2 separate regions of the Mus musculus genome follow, and region 2 is linked to region 1. Evidence: chromatin contacts called from public HiChIP or PLAC-seq data. All regions are on one chromosome and are shown on one strand. Each heading gives the region's core, a stretch centred on a gene start, on an enhancer-like site or on the middle of the called end of the contact. The rest is flanking DNA. Distances are from core to core; before and after follow the strand shown. Region 1 holds the start of Wdr48 (WD repeat domain 48). Region 2 overlaps Ttc21a (tetratricopeptide repeat domain 21A).

The links. HiChIP or PLAC-seq counts read pairs in DNA pulled down with a chosen protein or histone mark.
Region 2: a contact with region 1 is called in an H3K4me3 HiChIP or PLAC-seq map of the 230-238 cell line, with 11 read pairs. The contact joins the enhancer-like site here to the promoter of Wdr48 in region 1. A contact is called at or near these places in 1 of 39 promoter capture datasets (macrophages), 1 of 484 Hi-C or Micro-C datasets (regulatory T cells), 4 of 115 datasets of contacts at active chromatin or transcription factors (the 230-238 cell line, the HPC-7 cell line and embryonic stem cells) and 3 of 9 other capture datasets (adipose tissue, liver and pancreatic islet).

What each region holds. Positions count from the first base shown.
Region 1 is chr9:119,892,707-119,896,378 of GRCm38.p6, forward strand. Wdr48 (WD repeat domain 48) reads left to right here and starts at 2,189. Exons shown (of 19, transcript NM_026236.3): 1 at 2,189-2,251. The coding sequence starts at 2,204. It overlaps Gm2449 (a long non-coding RNA gene), which reads right to left and starts at 2,206. Exons shown (of 7, transcript XR_871350.2): 1 at 2,120-2,206; 2 at 821-941; 3 at 362-480.
Region 2 is chr9:119,953,281-119,957,227 of GRCm38.p6, forward strand. Ttc21a (tetratricopeptide repeat domain 21A) reads left to right here. Exons shown (of 29, transcript NM_028735.3): 13 at 876-1,033; 14 at 1,254-1,469; 15 at 3,554-3,792. Among named protein-coding and RNA genes, the nearest start is that of Ttc21a, 18 kb to the left of the region's middle. Within about 2 kb of position 2,116, at least 4 of the 459 cell types and tissues checked have an H3K27ac peak or open chromatin away from gene starts, as enhancers often do. A contact at or near this core is called in the 230-238 cell line, where this site is marked.

The DNA of each region.
Region 1 (3,672 bases), core at 939-3,438:
TAAACCAAGGCTCTGCCTGGTTTTGTACTTTTATTTTACTATGTGTTTATTTGTTATGAACCTGGGCCTGAAGTGTACTAACTAGTTACCACTGATCTACATCAGCGGCCCATCTCATTCTGAGAGGCAGTAATTTTTATTGTGAGCTTACTACCCGTCAAGCATGCTAAACACTATATGACCATTTTAACACAGTGTCTTTCATTTACCCTTAGGCAATTTCATATGTGTAAACAATACACCTTGGCCATGTGCAACCCCCAACTCAGCTCTTCTTTTATCCCCAAGAAACCCCTCCTACTCCCTCCAGGAACCCCTATGTCCTTCCCCAACTCCTCTAGGAACCCTCCACACATCTTACCCTCATGTCCTCTCCTTTTCAGTGTTAAGAACCCAGAGTTCATTCAGTGCCGCGTGTTGGAATATTTACAGGTCTTCTGCAGATAACCATAGCAGCACATGGGGCAATGGCTGTACCATCTGAAAGACAGTATTCCACAGGCTCTGCCCATTTCTCAGCTCTTACATCCTTTCTGCCATTTTTTTTTCAGAGTTCCCCGAGACACCCAACAGTCACTTAGTCTCAGCATTTTCAGTCTCTGCATCAACTGCTGCTTGCTACAGAAAGTGCCTCTGGCTGTGGCTGAGGACAGTACGGATTTGTGGATATACATATAAATTTCTAGAAAGAAGTCTGATAACATGTAATTTAGCAAAACCACAGTAACAGGTTCCTCCCTGTGGCCGTGATGCCCCGAGCCATGGGATTTACAGGACCAGGTTACAGTACCAAGCTGGAATTCCTTCCAGTAGAACAGACCTCAAATCCAAAAGTAATTGGTTGCCCTCATAACCCTACAGCAGCGGGCACATCTTGCCTGGCAAGGTGGTCGGCTGGTTTATCACGGATGCTTCTTTTTCCCTGGCAGGATTCACAGCACCTATGAAAGCCAGTCATCACAGAGAAGCCAGTCATCACAGAGTCATCACAGAGAAGCCAGTCATCACAGAGTCATCACTGACAAGTTTTTGGGTCAGTGCACTTTGATGTCTCTGTGTCCAGCTACCAAAGTATACAGTGTCTCCAGCAATAGTGTCTTACTACTTAGTTTCGGTGGGCAACCAAGTGCAACAGCTATAGCCTGTATTGTTTTAGGGGCTTCTGGGTCTTCCCTGACCATGTCATAGAAAGCTATCCCATGCCTGGCATTGAGATTTTCATCTAATAATGCATGTCTTTTGGGGGGAATCATTTTCCATCCATGCAAGTGTATCTCTTTGAAATTCTGTATTTTAGATTTACTTCTATTTTGGGAGAGTGTTCTACCTGCGTCCGAAAGGGGGCGTGTGGGACTGGAGTTTATTGCAGCTCATGAACTCCCAGGTGAATGCTGGGAACCAAACCCAGGTCCTCTGCAAGTGCTCTCAACTTCTCAGCCATCTCTCCAGCCCCTTTGTATTTTTTAATTAGTTTATAAAGGTAGTGGGTTTCCATAGGGGTTATAGTACTTTGGTCATGTTTTTGCCAAAACGATCATTTAAAATATATTGTCAAGTTAGCAGGGCCTATGCGAACATTATCTCACTTAACATCCTAAGATCCATATTATAGCTGTACAGGCACACGTCTGTAATTCTGAGAGTCTGGGTAAGATCCTGAGGGGGCTGGTGAGATGAATCACTGGATAAAGGTGCCTACTGCCAAGCCTGAGTTAGAATCTCAAGGCCCACATAGTGGAAGAAGAAGACTACCACAAGTTGTCCTCTCCGCTGGTGTTTGAGAACAGCCAGGACTACACAGCGAGACCATGCCTCAAAATAACTAAATGACAACAACATTTTATTATTATTATTTTTAAAACCTATAAATATGGAGTTAGAGACGTGGTCCAGTTGCTAAGCACTGGCTTAAGTGGCTGGGGCACGACTTAAGCACGACTCTCTTGAGCGCTTTCTCTCTGCATGCAGGCGCTGGGACGGCCCTGGGGCTTAGCTGCACAGAGGTAGACCAGTACGGGCCCCCAAGCCCTGGTTCCAAGAGCGTTCCCGCCCACACGCTGCTATTTCTCCGCCAGCGCCTCCCCTCGCAACCAGCCCGGAAAGCCTACGCCCTACCTACCTTCTACCCAACCACAGAGTAGGGCGGGACATCCGCTGGCGCTTCAACTCTCCCGGAAGTGACGTCGGAGTGTCAACATGCAAGATGGCGGCCCATCACCGGCAGAACACAGCCGGGCGGAGGAAAGTGCAGGTATGGCGGCCCGGCTCCGCGGCCTTGGCGACACTGCCGTCGGCTCTGGTACCCCCGCGGGCGGGCGGATGCCTCGGGCCGCGGCTGGCCGGGTTCGACAGCCGGAGGATGGCGGGGCGGGGCGCAGCGGCGCGAGGGGTGGGGCCGGGGCGCCAACGGCCTGAGGTGGCGGCGGGCGGACTGGGCGCGCGGGCCTCGCGAGCGGTCGCGGGGAACCGCCGTCCCGGCGAACCGCCGTCCCGGGACACCGGGCCTGCGGCGGCGCCATGGGCCTGCTGCCCGCTCACCTGCCTCTGCTCTCGGCCGCCTTCCTCCGGAACAGCCGCGACCCGGCGGCGGAGGCCTCGCGGCGCCCGCGGGTGGGTGAGGCCGGGAAGCGAGGGGCCTTGCGGGGGCGTGGCGGGTCCGGGTCGCACGTGGGAGCGCTGTGCTGGAGGAAATGACAGTGTCCCTTCCTTAGCGATGGGCTTTGCCTCCGCCCTCCACCGTCCTCACTATGCATCTTCCGGGCTTCCTTTTTAGTCCTCATCTCCCTAACGTCGGAATCTCCAGTGATGAGCTCGCTGACCCGCACCGTGGGTGCTTTGGGTTTCCCCAAATCACGTTGGTTTGGTGTACGTTTGAGTTTTGCTTGCTGCCTTGTGTGCTGGGGATAAAGCTCGTTTAGCAGAGCCCTTCCTGTCCTGAGCAAGGTTCAAACCCCCTGCTCCACATAAAACCAGGCATGCTTGGTACCCGCCTGTACTTCTAGCGCTGCTTGTGTGTGTGTGTTTCTGTGGTGACGACAGGGGAATCGGAAATTCAAGGTCATCCTCCAGTACCTACCAAGTTTGAGATCAATCAGTCTGGGCTACACGAGACACACTGCCTTAAAAAAAAAAATGCATTCAGTCATTAAAGTGGACTGAGTGCATAGACTTGCCGCACAGAGGAGAAGAGACTAAAAGGGTTTAGCAGTCAGTAAACACTCCACGGATTGAACTCAGTGTTCAGAAGGGAGGGCCAAAGGTGAGTAACCCCAGCATAAGGCTGGAAAGCTGTGGCATTTTCTGAATGAGTGTCCTCTTTATAGTACTGACTTCCATTTGTTGGCCCTGTGTGCTCACTAATGGTTGTTTAATGGTTAGAATTGGGCTGACTGGGAGATGGTCAGTCTGGTGGAAGGCCTGTAGCACAAACATGAGGATCTGAATATCTGCGTCCACGTAAACATCTCTATCCCCTCACTTGAAAAGACGCCTGGCATGTGGGTTGGCACTTGAAATCTCAGCTCTAGGGAGGCAGAAAATGGAGTGTCCCTGAAGCTTGATGGCTGTCTAGTCCTGCTGATTGATAAACTCCAGGTCCCATGAAAGAAACAGGGTGGAGAGTGAGCAATGAGGGAAGGCACCCAGGTCACCCTGTAGCCTCCACATGCATGT
Region 2 (3,947 bases), core at 866-3,365, 61 kb after region 1:
GTGCGCCACCACTGCCCGGCAAGAGAAGTCTTCTTTTTAAATGAAGACTTTGTCCCTCCAGCTAAATGACCTGCATGACCACATCCCAAATCCCACATCCAAAAGATAGTATGTCAAGGCCTAGGCAGATACAGTGCCTGCTTAGCATGCTTGAGATCCTGGGTTCGATTCCCAGCACCACCAGAAAGAAAGATAAACTAGCAAGGATCAGGATACCAGCCTTACAGGGTCATGTGGATACTAAGTCAAGTCAGACTTTCTCTCCTCTTTTCTTTTTTTCATTTTTGTTGTTGTTTTCTTTTCTTTTCTTTTTTTGGTTTTTTTGGTTTTTTTGGTTTTTGTTTTTTCAAGACAGGGTTTCTCTGTGCAGCCCTGGCTGTCCTGGAACTCAGGATGCTGGGATGTGTCACCCACGTAAACGCGTGCGTCACCACGCCCCCGGCTAAGTTAGACTTTCCAACAGGCCTTGCAGGGCAGAGGAAAGAGCTCGGTCATCGGGTGCTTTCCTTGCAAGCAGAGGACCTGAGTCCGACCCCATACTTGTAGAACTAGTGCAGGAGAGGTAGAGATACAGTGGGATCCAAGGGCTTGCTGGTTGCCTAGCCTAGCCTACTCGGTGAGCTCCAGGTCAGAGAAAGACCCTGTCTCAACACAAGGTGAATGTCTCCTGAGGAGTCTCACTCACACACACACACACACACACACACACACACACACACACACTCAAAATTTTAAAGCTGGGTGAGACACCAATGTTGAGACTTCCGAAAGGCTGCACCTGTGCAATCCAGTCTCCCTCCCTCTACTTGTTGGGCGGGTCCTTGGGGTGGCTCCTGAAGATCCCTGGACACAGACTTTGTGTTTCCTGTTCCTAGGAGAGCTGGAAAATGCGCAGAGCACCCTGCAGCGCTGCCTGGAGCTGGACCCCACATTTGTGGATGCTCACCTCCTCATGTCCCAGATCTACCTGGCCCAGGGCAACTTCGCCATGTGCTCCCATTGCCTAGAGCTGGGTGTCAGCCACAACTTCCAGGTGGGAGCGCGCCACACTGTGTGGCCCACCCAACTGTTGCACCCTTTTCCGGACAGTTGCCTGGGAGGGGGGAAGCCACATAAAGGCATACGCGTTCCCCCCAGACCCTCTGCTAACCGGCAGGCAGGGCTGGCTCCCCAGCTCCCCTGGAGAAGTTCCTGGGGCTGCTGTATGACAGCAGGGGTGTAAGCTAGACCCCACTCTGCCCTGCCTCTCCTAGGTCCGAGACCATCCCCTCTACCACTTCATCAAAGCCAGGGCCCTCAATAAGACGGGCGACTATGCCGAGGCCATAAAGACCTTAAAAATGATCATAAAGGTTCCCACCTCGAAGGCAGAAGAGGGCAGGAAGTCCCAAAGCCCCTCCGTTCGGCCCAGCGAGCGGGCATCCATCCTGCTAGAGCTAGTAGAGGCTCTCCGACTGAATGGGGAACTGGTAAGAAATGCCAGGGCTGGGGATTGGGCTCAGTGGATAAAGAGCTTGCTGTGAAGGCCTGAGGGCCAGAGTTCAAATCCTCAGAACCCACAATTCATCTGAGAGTTTTAGCCTCAGAGTGAGAGACCTGCCTCAGTAAACAGAGTGGAGAACAAGCGAAGGAACATTTCTGTCAGGCTCTCACGCAGACATGAATGAGCAGGGAGAGCACACTCACGCCTCCACCCCTCAGTGGGAACGTGCATGCGCACCCCACACAGAGACACACAACAAAGAAAAGAAGGCAAGAGGAAGAGAGAAAGATGTGTTTGCTCCCCTTCCCTGGAGCACATTAGAGGCCCCAGGAGATCAGCCTGGGGGCCAAGCTCCTACTGTGCCTGATGTTAACTTGGGCTATGATTCCAACCCTTTCTGTTGGTTTGGTTTGGTTGAGACAGTGTCTCACTATGTATGATTGGCTGGCCTGGAGCTCACCGTGTAGACCAAGCTGGCCTCAAACTCACAGAGCTCTCCCAGCCTTGGCAAGAGGCAAGAGCAAGACTCCTCGAGGCTGGAGTCTGTACGATGCCCTGGCCTTAGTAGCCTTGCCAACTCACAGGATGTGGTCTGTCCTGGGCCATCTCTATGACCAGGGCCCGTAACCTTCCCCTGTGATGAGCCTGATGAAGACAGGAAACTAGCCTGAAGAAAACAACTGCTCACTCCTTCAAGACACAGGGACTGTGAAGGTGGCTCAGCTGGCAGAGTGCCTCCCATGCAAGCTTGAGGTCATGGGTTTGAGCCTTGAGAAAAGGGGTGGGGCCAGCATGGAGGTTAGCTTGGTCTACATAGTGTCAAGCCAACCAGGGCTACATAGTTTAGACATTAGACACTGTTTATATCTGTGTGTGTGTGTGTGTGTATTTATATATATGTGCTAAAATAACATAATTATATAAATAAATGAAAAATATAAATAATATATACACATACATACACATATATATGCACATACATACAATATATATACACAATAAAACATGTATATATCTGTGTATACACACACACATATGCTAGAGAGATGACTCGGTGGTTAGAGCATTGGCTGCTCTTGCCAAGGATCTGGGCTCAGTTCTCAGCACCATCATGGTGGCTCACAACCATCTGTAATTCCAGTTCCAGAAGGTCTAATTCCTTCTGGCCTCTAAAGGCACAAGGGATGTGTACATACACACAGAGAGAGAGAGAGAGAAAGAGAAAGAGAGAAAGAGACTCATACACATGGAATAAAAATAGATACTTTTTTTTCTGTTTCTGGGTTTTTTTGAGACAAGATTTCTCTGTGTCCTGGAACTCATTCTATAGAGAAGGCTTCTAGCTTTGAACTCACAGAAACCTGCTTGCCTCTGTCCCCTGAGTGCTGGGATTAAGGGTATGTGCCACCAACACCCAGCAAAGATAAACATTTCTTTAAAAAAAAAAAAAAAAAAAGCTGAGCAGTGTTTGATTGTTCAGTTTGGTTTTTTTGTTTGTTTTTTTAACTTTGAAGATTTACCATTCGTTTATTATTGTGTGTGTAAACACGTGCACATGTTGTTATACGCGCGTCACATCATGCATGAGTGGACATCCGAAGACAAATTGGGAGTTGGCTCCCTCCTTCCATCATGTTGGTCCTGGGGATTGGATTCACATCGACAGCTTTAGCAACGGACGCCTTAGCCTGCTGAGCCATTTCATCGCCCCCCCCCCCCAGTCTTTTGTTTGTTTGTTTGTTTTTAACTCTCTGTGTAGTCCAGATTGGCATGAAATGTACGATCCTCCTGCCTCAGCCCCTCAAGTGTTAGGATTACAGGTGTCTGGTGTCAGGTCTGGTCCCTCAGCTAAACTCCTGGGGAAAGGGTGGGGTCAGATGAGCTGTCCCCATGTGGGTTCTGATGAACCTTACCTCCACAGCTGCTCTGCAGGTGGTACAGAGCCATGATGGCCCAGGAGCTCCAGGCTCTGAGCTGAACCCAGGCATGGGGAAGGTGGTAGAACTCTCCTTGGGTCACCTGTCATGGTTAACACCAAAGAGAGGGTCTGTTTGGTCCCACACGTCGTAGCACGAGGCCACCAAGATCATGCAGGACGCCATCAATGAGTTCAGCGGCACGCCAGAGGAGATGCGCATCACGGTCGCCAACGTGGACTTGGCTCTGAGCAAGGGCAACGTGGACCTGGCGCTGAACATGTTAAGAGGTATCACACCCAAGCAACCCTGCTACACAGAAGCCAAGGAGAAGATGGCCAGTATCTACCTGCACACTCGCAAGGACGTGCGCCTCTACATTGGCTGCTACGTGTAAGCTCCATCCACAGCAGGTGGCACCTTCACCCCACCCCCGAGCCCCGGGCTGCTGGGGGGTGGGGGGGATTCCTCAGGTTGTATACCTTCAACTGGGTCTCCCTCCAGAGTGTATCCCCAGAGCACATTAGACCAAGGTATGAGCACCTCAT